Linked DNA regions of Mus musculus: all the other regions are linked to region 2. A link is a contact called in public Hi-C data. All regions are on one chromosome and are shown on one strand. Each heading gives the region's core, a stretch centred on a gene start, on an enhancer-like site or on the middle of the called end of the contact. The rest is flanking DNA. Distances are from core to core; before and after follow the strand shown.

Region 1 (3,272 bases), core at 641-3,140, 250 kb before region 2:
AAAGAGGACTCCATGCCCTCTTAAAGGGCTTTCTTAGCTCTGACAAGCAGTTGGCCTTTTGTTTTAAGGGCACAGCTGTCAAAGTACCTTGAGTAGGGAACTGGCAAAATGAGATGGGTCTCCTGGAAAGATTATTATGGCTTCAGCGAGAAAATCGATATGTACCAGTCAGCTTTGTGTTACTATGATAAAATACTTGAGGTATTTAACTTATAAAGATGAAAGGCAATTTTGGCCTACGGTTCTGAGAGTTCGAATCTGAGGTCATCTGCCTTTTACCTATGGAAAGACCAGCCTATTATGTCTGAGGCACATGACAGAGCAGGAAGAGTGAGGCTTCTGTGGAGAAGACAGGTCTTCAGGCCTGCTAGGGGATGAGGTACAGTGTGGTGGGACAGACAGACTCTAGGTTCCCAGCCAGGCAGATGCGAGGGAGTAAGTACCATTCCCTAATTAGAGACCACAATATAGGAAAATGTCTATATCTTGAGGTTTGTCATTGAGACTTGATTTACCTTGGTCCATGGGGAGAGGGGGAGAGGAAGAAGAGAGAGGAGAGAGAGGGAGGGAAGAGAGAGGAAGAAGAGGAGGAAAAAGAGAGAGGATAGAGGGAGAGGACAGGGGAGGGGAGAGTGTGGGTTTAATTAAAGCTAGCATGGCTTGCAGGGCGGGTCTACTGGAGGGTCAGGAAAGCCGTGGAGACACTGGGAACCCGAGTGCAGGTGAGGCTTCGGTGCTCTCTAGCCTCTTTGAGAAAGTTGTCCATGAGGACTAGAGGGCAGGGATCATCCATGTACATCACTGGAGAGACATGTCAGGGATGCTCAGAAAAATGGACAGGGGGGAAAGAGAGGAGAAAAGCAACCAAAGACAACTTACCTTCTTTTAAGTATAATATTTTTTATTATTTTTTCAGAATTTTAGATGTGGGTAACTCCTCCCCACCCCTTAACTTTCTGTGTCCTCTCTTAACAAAGAAGCAAACAAACAACAGACAACAGCCTACCGGGTTCCTGTACTTATGGTTGTGGGTGTCTACTGGAGTGTGGTCTAACTACTAGAGGCTACACCTTTAAAGCAACCACTCCCCTTCCCTATAATCCACCACCTGTCTATGACTCTAGGCTGAGCTCTTCACCTCCCGAGCTTTCTTCCCGCTCTGTGCTAGAATGCTGATCGGCTTGCTCTTACTGGGTCTTGTGAGCAGCCACGGCTGCTGAGATTTCACAAGTTCAGTGGTCCTGTCATGTCCAGAGACAGCTGTTTCAGTGGTCCTCCCTGACCTCCCATGTCTTAAAGTCCTGTGTCCCCTCTTCTGTGGGAAGGGGTGTGATAGACAAGTCCCAGTTGTGGAAGATCACTCTACATCGCTATATATTTGACCAGTTGTGAGATCTTGCTTTAACTATAAGGAAACTTCCCTGAAATGGTCCAAGAGCTATGAAGACCTACACTAAGCTGCAGTTATAGAAGTAGCGATTTAGAATTCAGTTTGATACTGTCTAGCCAAGAGTTCCTGGCTGTGGGAGCTCAGACTTCAGGTCTAACTAACCTATTACTATTAGTAGTTGGTTTGCTAAGTGCGAATAGTATCAAACTGCCCGCTACAGTGTCAGGAATATCAGGGAAACTTTTCACAGTAAATCCAAAGCCCCATTACAAATGTGTGTGCACACATGCACATATGCACAGCACACATGTGCACATGCCCACTGTTTCACACAATGTGGAGGTGTTGATTTTTCAGGGTCTGCAGCTAAGTTGCACTGGAGGCTCTCACGGAGGGTGAGGAAAATGCTCCGCATTGTGAGCTCTGGGGCTCACTCTGTCTAGTGGCCGGCTGTCACGAGAACGCGCCAGCCCCATTTTGTGGAGACAGTCCAAACCTGCCAGACAGCCTTTCGTCATGGGCTTTCCCTCTTTGACGGTACCCATGGCTACCACTCTGTTCGTGCCCAGCTCAGCTTTTGCAGCTGCTTAGAGCCACATTGCCAACATCCTGTGACCTTAACAGAATCCCAGGCCCAGTCTGGCCACCCAGACACTTCCAGTCAGTAAATGCCATTGTATCAAGTGCCTACTGTGTCCTGCTGGGCACCGCACCAGCCTGCAGGAGATTCGAGACTCGCCAAGTGCTGAGCAGGGCTTCCTCTTGAGTCCCTGAGAAAGGCCTCCTTGGGCAGGACTCTAGAGGCAGCAGCAGCCCCAGAATCTGGGTGGAGGAAGGAAGAAATGGAAGGCTCCTGAGTGGACCCTTGATAGTGACCAACAGGAAGGGCAGGGTTGTCCAGGACCCAAAGGCTTTGCCTTAGGACTGAGGTAAAATTTTGAGTTTGAAAGCCCTTTGAGGTCCAAGTCAAATGTGCAATCTGTTAGCTGTTTCTGCATCCCAGAAGCTGGCTGTCCCCTGGGGAATGGTAATTTTAACTCAACTTTTAACTGGTGATGGATCAGTACCAGCCCAGGTGCTGCCTTCATCACGGCTTGGATTCATCACTGGATGGCAATGCTGTCTGGGCACACTGTAGCCAAGCACTGAGATGTAATTTCTCATGGTAAGCTACAGCCTCTTCACAGAGCTCCCACTTCTCCCACACTTGAATTAAGATTCTTCTGGGGCCTTCCCATCCTATCACAGCACTAGGTTGTGAGTGTGCTGGCCTCACATTGGAATCTTTAAGGGATCATTGTGCTGCTGTTGAGTGGAAGCCCTAAAAAGCCACTTCAGATTGTGCCCGATCCTGATTTCTGAAACCCGAGTCACTCCGCCATCCCAAAACGTACCTTGGCCTTATCCAGAGCCATGTGTCTGTTTTGGATATTCTTAACAGTTTATTTCTAGTTAAGCAGGGTGTGGAAATCACTCCCTTCTCTCTGCCTCCTCCTTTCATTTCACAAGGATGTGATGCCCTGCCTGTGTGTCTTAGCTGTGTGGGCCACAGATTATGTAGAACAGCTGAAGGGGCTATTTGTGTGTGAGTAGCTGTTAGTGGAAGTGCTAACATGTTAAGCCAATTGTGTGGCTTTCAAGCATCGCGATTGTCTGTTCTTTCTTCCTTCAGGTCCTTATGTCAGCAATATTTCTGTCACGATAACATTTATTTATCAAAGTTTATGCTACTTTGACTTTTTATAAAATACCAGTGAAGATAAATGGATCGATTGACCCCGGGAGCAGTTTATTTATCCCTTTAGTCACACTTCAGTGGCAAAATCAATACCCTTCTGAAATATCTGATATTACAGCAGGGCCAGTAAATAGTGACATTCCT
Region 2 (3,191 bases), core at 38-2,537:
CAAAGCACCTACTATGTGCCAGGTACAGGCAACAGCCAGGATATACTGATGAGTTCATTCTGTTATTCTCCAGAGTCAGAGGAGAGAAGCCCATGGTGGACCAATACAACCACCACTACTGTGACTATGGTCACACCTGCTCCTCTTCCCGCCCCTTCTCTTCCCTCTTAGTTCCTTATCTTAGTTCCCATCAGCTTTTCCTCTTCTTCCCCCTTCATGTGTACTCCCACATCCCCCGTTCTTCCTTCCCTTCTGTCATAATTAGTTCTAACTTGACACATCTGGGAAGAGGAAACCTCAGTTAAGCAACTGTCTCCATAAGAAATGGCCTGAGGCTATGTTTATGGGGCGTTCTCTTGAGTGTCCGTTGGTGTAGGAGCCCAGCCCACTATGGGCAGTACCATCCCTAGGCGAGTGATGCAAATAAACCCTTCCTGCCCTCCCCTTTCCCATTGGATTTTTTCCTCCTCTTTTCCTTCCCTCCTCTCACTTCCTTTTCCTCCTCTCTCACTTCCTTTTCTTCCTCTTTTACCTGACATTTTCTGCCCTGGCAGCTTCCTGGTCAAGAAGGTCCTCAGCCCCTTCCACTTTCTTTGGCTTATCTTCACTGGGGCATCAATGGGGCCTGAGATGAACAGAAAAGCTGCCAGGAGAAGAAAGGGAGGGTGCCAGATCATTAGGGCAGAGCCACTGAGAAGCTGATAGGAAACAACTAGAAAGATCCAAAAAGTAACAGGTGCCACACTCTGGCTTAGTTAGTTTGTTTCATTCCTTGATTTAGTTATTTACTTTGCAACCCAGTCACATCTTCCCCTCTCCCTCTCCTCTGGGTCCTGGCTCTCACCAGACCTCCTCCACCCTTCTCCCCTTCTCCACAGAGGGGGACGACTCCCCTGCACATAGCTTTTTTTAAAAAAGGAAATTCATCCTTTTGTATTATAAATACTGTTAATGGTTGAATAAACATACAATTCAGACAACTGAAGCCACCAGGCTGTCAAGAATGGGTGCTGAATAAATATAGCTGACTTATAAATACCTTTCCCAGGGGAGGGCCTGGATCTTTCCATCTTTCTTTCTTTTCCCATAAACTTGCATGAAAGAGCGCTTAGATTCATGCCTTCCACACCTCACTTCCTATGTTTCTTACCAATTAAGCAGCAGTTAGTGCTCTGAGGATGCAAATGAACTGAAGGGGTTAGCTCTTATTTTAGAACCTGAATCAAGGTCGGCTTGCTCTTGGTAAGCTGCAGGCGCAGACTAGCAGCAGTCTGACAGCCCCTCCTCCCCTGACATTCCACAAAAGCATGAAAAGCAGGGACAATTACTACTCCACAGCCTCAGGAGGAAGGTGGAAAACAGACTTTTCTTTGAAAAGACAGGATCCGAGAATTTATATCAAGGAGCGGCGGTGCTTGGTTCAACCCGCAGCTTAGATGCTGGTCTTATTAGTGCAAAGCAGCGAGCTGTGTATTATTTGGTGTTGTAATTAGTGACAGGGAGCTTTGGCCGGGGAGAATTGAGAGAGATATGGCATGGGAAGCCTCAGTCCAGAAATACTGAATTCATGGAGCTACATGGTGAAAGGCTTGGCTAGGAATGAAGCCCGGCTCCTGCCAGCCGTATTGCTGTGTTAGAAGCCAGTGGGGCTGGAGGCCAGCACTGCCTGCTGCTCTCTGAAGGATGTACTGTCCTCTGCCCGTATTTCCATGGAAGAGGCGGTCACGACCAGAGCACCCAGCCCATCTACCAAATGTCCCATCTGTCCCCATGATGCCAGGAGCAGAAGCAGAGCTAGCTATCCCTCCTGAGCTGAATGAGGGCTCCCTGGAACACGCAGTACTGAAGGCCGTGAGCATGGTAAGTGTGAATGGCAGGAAGGGACTGGGGCTTACCATGTGTAAGGTAATTACATGGCGCACTCTCCTAGCTAAAAGGATTTTAATTTTATAGAGGAAGGGAAGATTCCTGCATATGAGAGGGTGAATCTCCCACAGCATGACTTAATCAAAGGAAACAAGTAGAATGTCTGCATAGGCCCTATTGTCATAGGCAGGGCACTCTGGGGACCTTTCCACAGCACTGCTGTCCTGAGGGAGACCTTGCTGCAGCAAAGCTGGACCCCACCTTTTTGTTCTTAGGGAACTGTTTCCATTGCATATTCAGGTTGGGTCCCTACTTTATTCTGATGGATGGAAAAACAGAAAGGTCGGATGGAAGGAAAAGGATACATCCTTCTCTTACTGAAACCTTCAGGCCCTGCTAAAATCGATTGCTGAAACATCCAACGCAGAGAAGAACAGCAGTGAGATGGATGGTTTTCCATCTCAATAAAAGTTGCTTAAATGATTCAAACCTTGCCTGCCTTAGCCAGCACAGCCTGAGAAAGGTACTCTGAGTGGTGTCAGAAACGCATGCGGCGTAGGGTGCTTCCCCTCTGGAGACACCAAGTTCCAAGCTCCTTAGGATTCCAGTCAGTATCCATCAAAGAACAAAGCTGCGTAGGGATCTTTACTGCTTAAACACTGTCTAGCTGCTTCAACAGGGTGTGTGCAGACAGCAACACCTGGGAGCCCCAGTCTCCTAACATCCCCCACCAACAGTGATGACTGGAAGGGAGCAGGCGGGAGAACACTTGCCTGGCGTGCAGGAAGCTGAGTTTGTCACCCAGCTCTGTAAAGCTAGCACTACAAACAGCTTGTGTGTGAAAAGGAAACATTCAACCTCTTGCACCATCGGCCTTCTTTTGGAACAAGCACCTGAAAGCCAAGGACACAGTTAGGGCATGCCAAATGATACAGGGGGTATCGCAAGAAAGAGAAATCTATTTGATGCCATCGTTGCTCCTCTGTCTGGTGTAGATTTCAGTTTCTCTAAGCAAATCATCCCGATTGCTCCACGCCCAGGAACCTGTTTTGTTCAAACACAGTGAGCTCTCATCCCTGCCATTTTGCACAAAACAGGCTTGCTCTATGGAAGGACGGCCTTTCAAAGAGGTAGGAATTACAGAAAGCAGTGTGCCAGCCTCTCTGTGGGAGGCCATTCATCTCTCTGCTCCCTCAGCCAGGAAGGAGAACAAAAAACCCAAGTCCTCTCTAAAGCTCCTGTGCTCCGATGTGTCAGGTCCTTTGCACGCCGCTGCCGCTCAGGGCCAAGACTATGTGTCTGCAGATCATGCTGATGGAAGAAAA
Region 3 (3,157 bases), core at 596-3,095, 160 kb before region 2:
TTTTTTTTTTCAGTAAAGAATTAAGAATAAGGGAAAGGAAAGGAGTGGAAACGAGGGCTCACAGGAATGCACGGCTTCTAGATGGGGCTGTGAGCACTGGCCTTACAGTTTTCCCACTTCTGAGACTGCTTGACCTTTGCGTCTTAGACCTCAAACTAATCAACTTGAGCTTGACTGTATTGTCCACTGAGACCAGGTCAGTTGGACATGCATGTTACCAGTTGGAGCTAGATATGCTGACTACAAATTTCCCAGGTTTGGGGGTTTTCCTTCTATAATGGGGTGCAAGCAGAGCTTGTGTTCCCAGAACCAAACTGGGCAGGACACAAGCCTAAGGTCTTCTGTGTAAGGCCACCAGACCCGGGACAAAATGGCTGAGCCATGGGTTTGCATCTAGCGTTAGCGGATGTCACCGGGTCGTGGGAACATTTTCATGGATTCAGAAAACAAAAGAACCCAAGGAGTGCCTGATGTATCGTGAAGGTAGAGAGTGACTTTAAATGTTCTGAACGAAGAGTCTTAAGGAGAGATGTGTTCAAGGGCAGGATGGTGAGGGTGCTTACACCAGTGTGGCAGTATCTTTCGTTGTGGGAGGAAATCCAGACCACTGGCTCCTCAGGGCTCAGCCGCTAAGCCCCAGCACATCACAGTGCGGCCCGCTGATGCCCATGGTGTGGCCTTTGCGCATGCGCTGCCTCACTGTGCGCCTGGGCCTCAAGTACACGAGGACTCAGGAGAGGAAGCTTTGCTCTGCATAGAAAGTGCGGGCAGCTCCTCCGGGCACTGTTCCGGGATGCTCGTGGGTCACAGGCAGGTAAAGAGAAGACCCCCACAGGCACTTGGCACAGAGTGTCAGTCTGTGTTTACACCCTGCTTCTCTAGAGTTCCTGTTATGCACACGGCAAGCTCCGATGTCACTCCTTTCCACGAGTTGCCACCCACGGAGACATCTGAATTTGCAGCCCGTGACCGAGGGAGTTACCTCAGCACACGTGTGTTTGTGGGTTCCTGTCTGCCCACATGCCGTAAGCTCATTTGGAAAAGAGCCCATTCTTTGTATTTTCCGTGCCCGGTGACACACTTAGCACATGGCCCCCGCACGAAGCCAGCTGGTGGCGGCCTCGTCCCTCCCTTACGCGGGAATACTATCAAATGCCTCAGAGCTGAGCCCACACACTCACATTTTGGCTGGAGGCAGCCACTGAGATCCAGCTGGAACTGTTGGTTGTACAGACCAGAATAAGAAAAAAAATTATTTTAGCAGATTTTTGTTGTTGCTATCCCAACAGTTGTCTGTGAACCCAGAGCCCAGAGCCGGACAGTGGGAAGGGCCCTCTCTCTCTCTCTCTCTCTCAGGCCACTTTCCACTGCTGCAGCCAGTTTGCAGTGCGGAGGCACAGGTGCAGGAGACAGGTGACTGTGTTTTGGTTTTTATCATTGACTGTGAAACAGAACGGGGAAAGAGATTTCAGCAGGCCATAAAGCATACTCCACTACAAATGAGATATTAGTGTTAAAATTCTTGTGTGTTGCTAAATATTTACCCAATACGGGTTTCTGCCTTCTGCCAACCGGAAGCATTTTCTTGGCAAATGCGCCTCATCTGGAACTCTGGAATCACTCTCTGCATTACTCCTCTAAGTGCATAAACACAACCATCTGTCTACATGAGGTAAACAGACTGACCCCTATTCTTTATTTAAAAAAAAAAGAAGAAGAAAGAAAAGAAGCCCTTTGTTTTAAATTTAAATTTCTTGAAAATTTCCCAAGATAATCCCGACTCTGCTTGCTGTTTGCAGCCAAAGCAAACAATTCTGAGAGACTTCAGCAAACACGGAACCTTTTCCTTCTCTCCCAGTGTAATCTGAAGCCAGTCTGAGAATTGCATAGCCAACAGTCCCCCTCCCTCTTTTCCTCCTATCTCTTGGGAACATTATTTTACTGTCCTTCTGTAGGCGCTGGATAGTTTTAAAGCATCACATTCATCTTGAACTTTATGCTGTGTGGATCCAGAGTCTCGCCAGCTACCCTGTAATAAAGTTGGGTCAGTAGATATTGACTAAATTCCTTCTAGGTGTTAGCTGGTAGATTCATTTTGGGGGTTTGGGGGTGGTGGGTGTTTGGATGCCATCGAGGAATCACTTGCAGCCCTTGTAAATAGCCATATTGGAAAACAAGTGTGTTCTCCTCACTCAAGACTCCTCAGCTGGTTTTCACAACCTGAGAGAAGGAAGGTTGGCAGTGGAGACCCAGCACGACGCACTGGGTTCCAATCCAGAACAGCTCTTGCTCCTTCTCTCTCTGTGTCTCTGCCTCTGTCTCTGTCTCTCTGCCTTCCTCTGTCTCTGTCTCTCTCCCTCCTTTTCTCCTTCCCTCCCTCTCTCCCTCCATCCCTCTTATTTCATTGGACAGTCTAGTTAAAGGACTTCTAACTCTTTGAATTTAGTTCCACTCTGACCACTGAGATCTCTCACCCCTGTGCCCTATGTAGTAGCACAGCACAGGAAGAATGCCAGAAATAATCGTGACAGAAACAGCAATGTTGAATCCAGCTCTCCCCTGTAAGTACCCATAAATTCACTCCACTATTTTCTAAGGAGCATCTCACTAAGCCAGACTCTGTGGCCATAAACAACTTGAGAATGTTACTATGTTGCCACTCAGTAGAATGGGCGCTGAAAGCAAAGTGCTCCGAGAAGAGGGTAGGGGTGGGGTCTAACACCAGGCGACCCCAGACATGCCTGGGAAAAGGAGGTAGAGGGGAGCTGTTTCCTGGGTAGTGCGGGTCTTGAGGTTCCTAAGGTATGATTGGAAGGGCACCTTTTCTCCATCTAGGAAAAGCCTGAGGTGGGATTTCCTCCCTTGAACTATATGGGGGATTCCTGCGAGGAACAAAACTTGAACCCTTTGATTCAGGGATTCCTTCCAGTGAAAATGACCCTGAATAGCAGCGTGGCGTGCTGGGAAAATTATCTGTCAAAGTTTAATCTGCCTCAGGATTGCTGGCCCTTCCCTTCCCTTCCCTTCCCTTCCCTTCCCTTCCCTTCCCTTCCCTTCCCTTCCCTTCCCTTCCCTTCCCTTCCCTTCCCTCCCCTCCCCTCCCCTTCCCTTCCCTTCCCTTCCCTTCCTTTCCCTTCTCTTCCCTATCCTACCCTAC

What was found. A called contact is a pair of places that touch in the nucleus more often than the background predicts.
Region 1: a contact with region 2 is called in a Hi-C map of astrocytes, with 2.0 times the contacts expected there. The contact joins two enhancer-like sites. A contact is called at or near these places in 5 of 484 Hi-C or Micro-C datasets (the P5424 cell line, astrocytes, embryonic fibroblasts and 2 more) and 1 of 115 datasets of contacts at active chromatin or transcription factors (astrocytes).
Region 3: a contact with region 2 is called in a Hi-C map of cerebral cortex, with 2.1 times the contacts expected there. The contact joins two enhancer-like sites. A contact is called at or near these places in 1 of 484 Hi-C or Micro-C datasets (cerebral cortex), 1 of 115 datasets of contacts at active chromatin or transcription factors (embryonic basal ganglia) and 2 of 9 other capture datasets (adipose tissue and embryonic stem cells).

What each region holds. Positions count from the first base shown.
Region 1 is chr1:38,449,584-38,452,855 of GRCm38.p6, reverse strand. The region is part of intron 4 of Aff3 (AF4/FMR2 family, member 3); the gene reads left to right. Among named protein-coding and RNA genes, the nearest start is that of Aff3, 180 kb to the left of the region's middle. Within about 2 kb of position 1,890, at least 56 of the 459 cell types and tissues checked have an H3K27ac peak or open chromatin away from gene starts, as enhancers often do. A contact at or near this core is called in astrocytes, where this site is marked.
Region 2 is chr1:38,198,522-38,201,712 of GRCm38.p6, reverse strand. The region is part of intron 15 of Aff3 (AF4/FMR2 family, member 3); the gene reads left to right. Among named protein-coding and RNA genes, the nearest start is that of Gm16150, 19 kb to the left of the region's middle. Within about 2 kb of position 1,287, at least 40 of the 459 cell types and tissues checked have an H3K27ac peak or open chromatin away from gene starts, as enhancers often do. A contact at or near this core is called in astrocytes and cerebral cortex, where this site is marked.
Region 3 is chr1:38,356,834-38,359,990 of GRCm38.p6, reverse strand. The region is part of intron 5 of Aff3 (AF4/FMR2 family, member 3); the gene reads left to right. Among named protein-coding and RNA genes, the nearest start is that of Gm16150, 140 kb to the right of the region's middle. Within about 2 kb of position 1,845, at least 33 of the 459 cell types and tissues checked have an H3K27ac peak or open chromatin away from gene starts, as enhancers often do. A contact at or near this core is called in cerebral cortex, where this site is marked.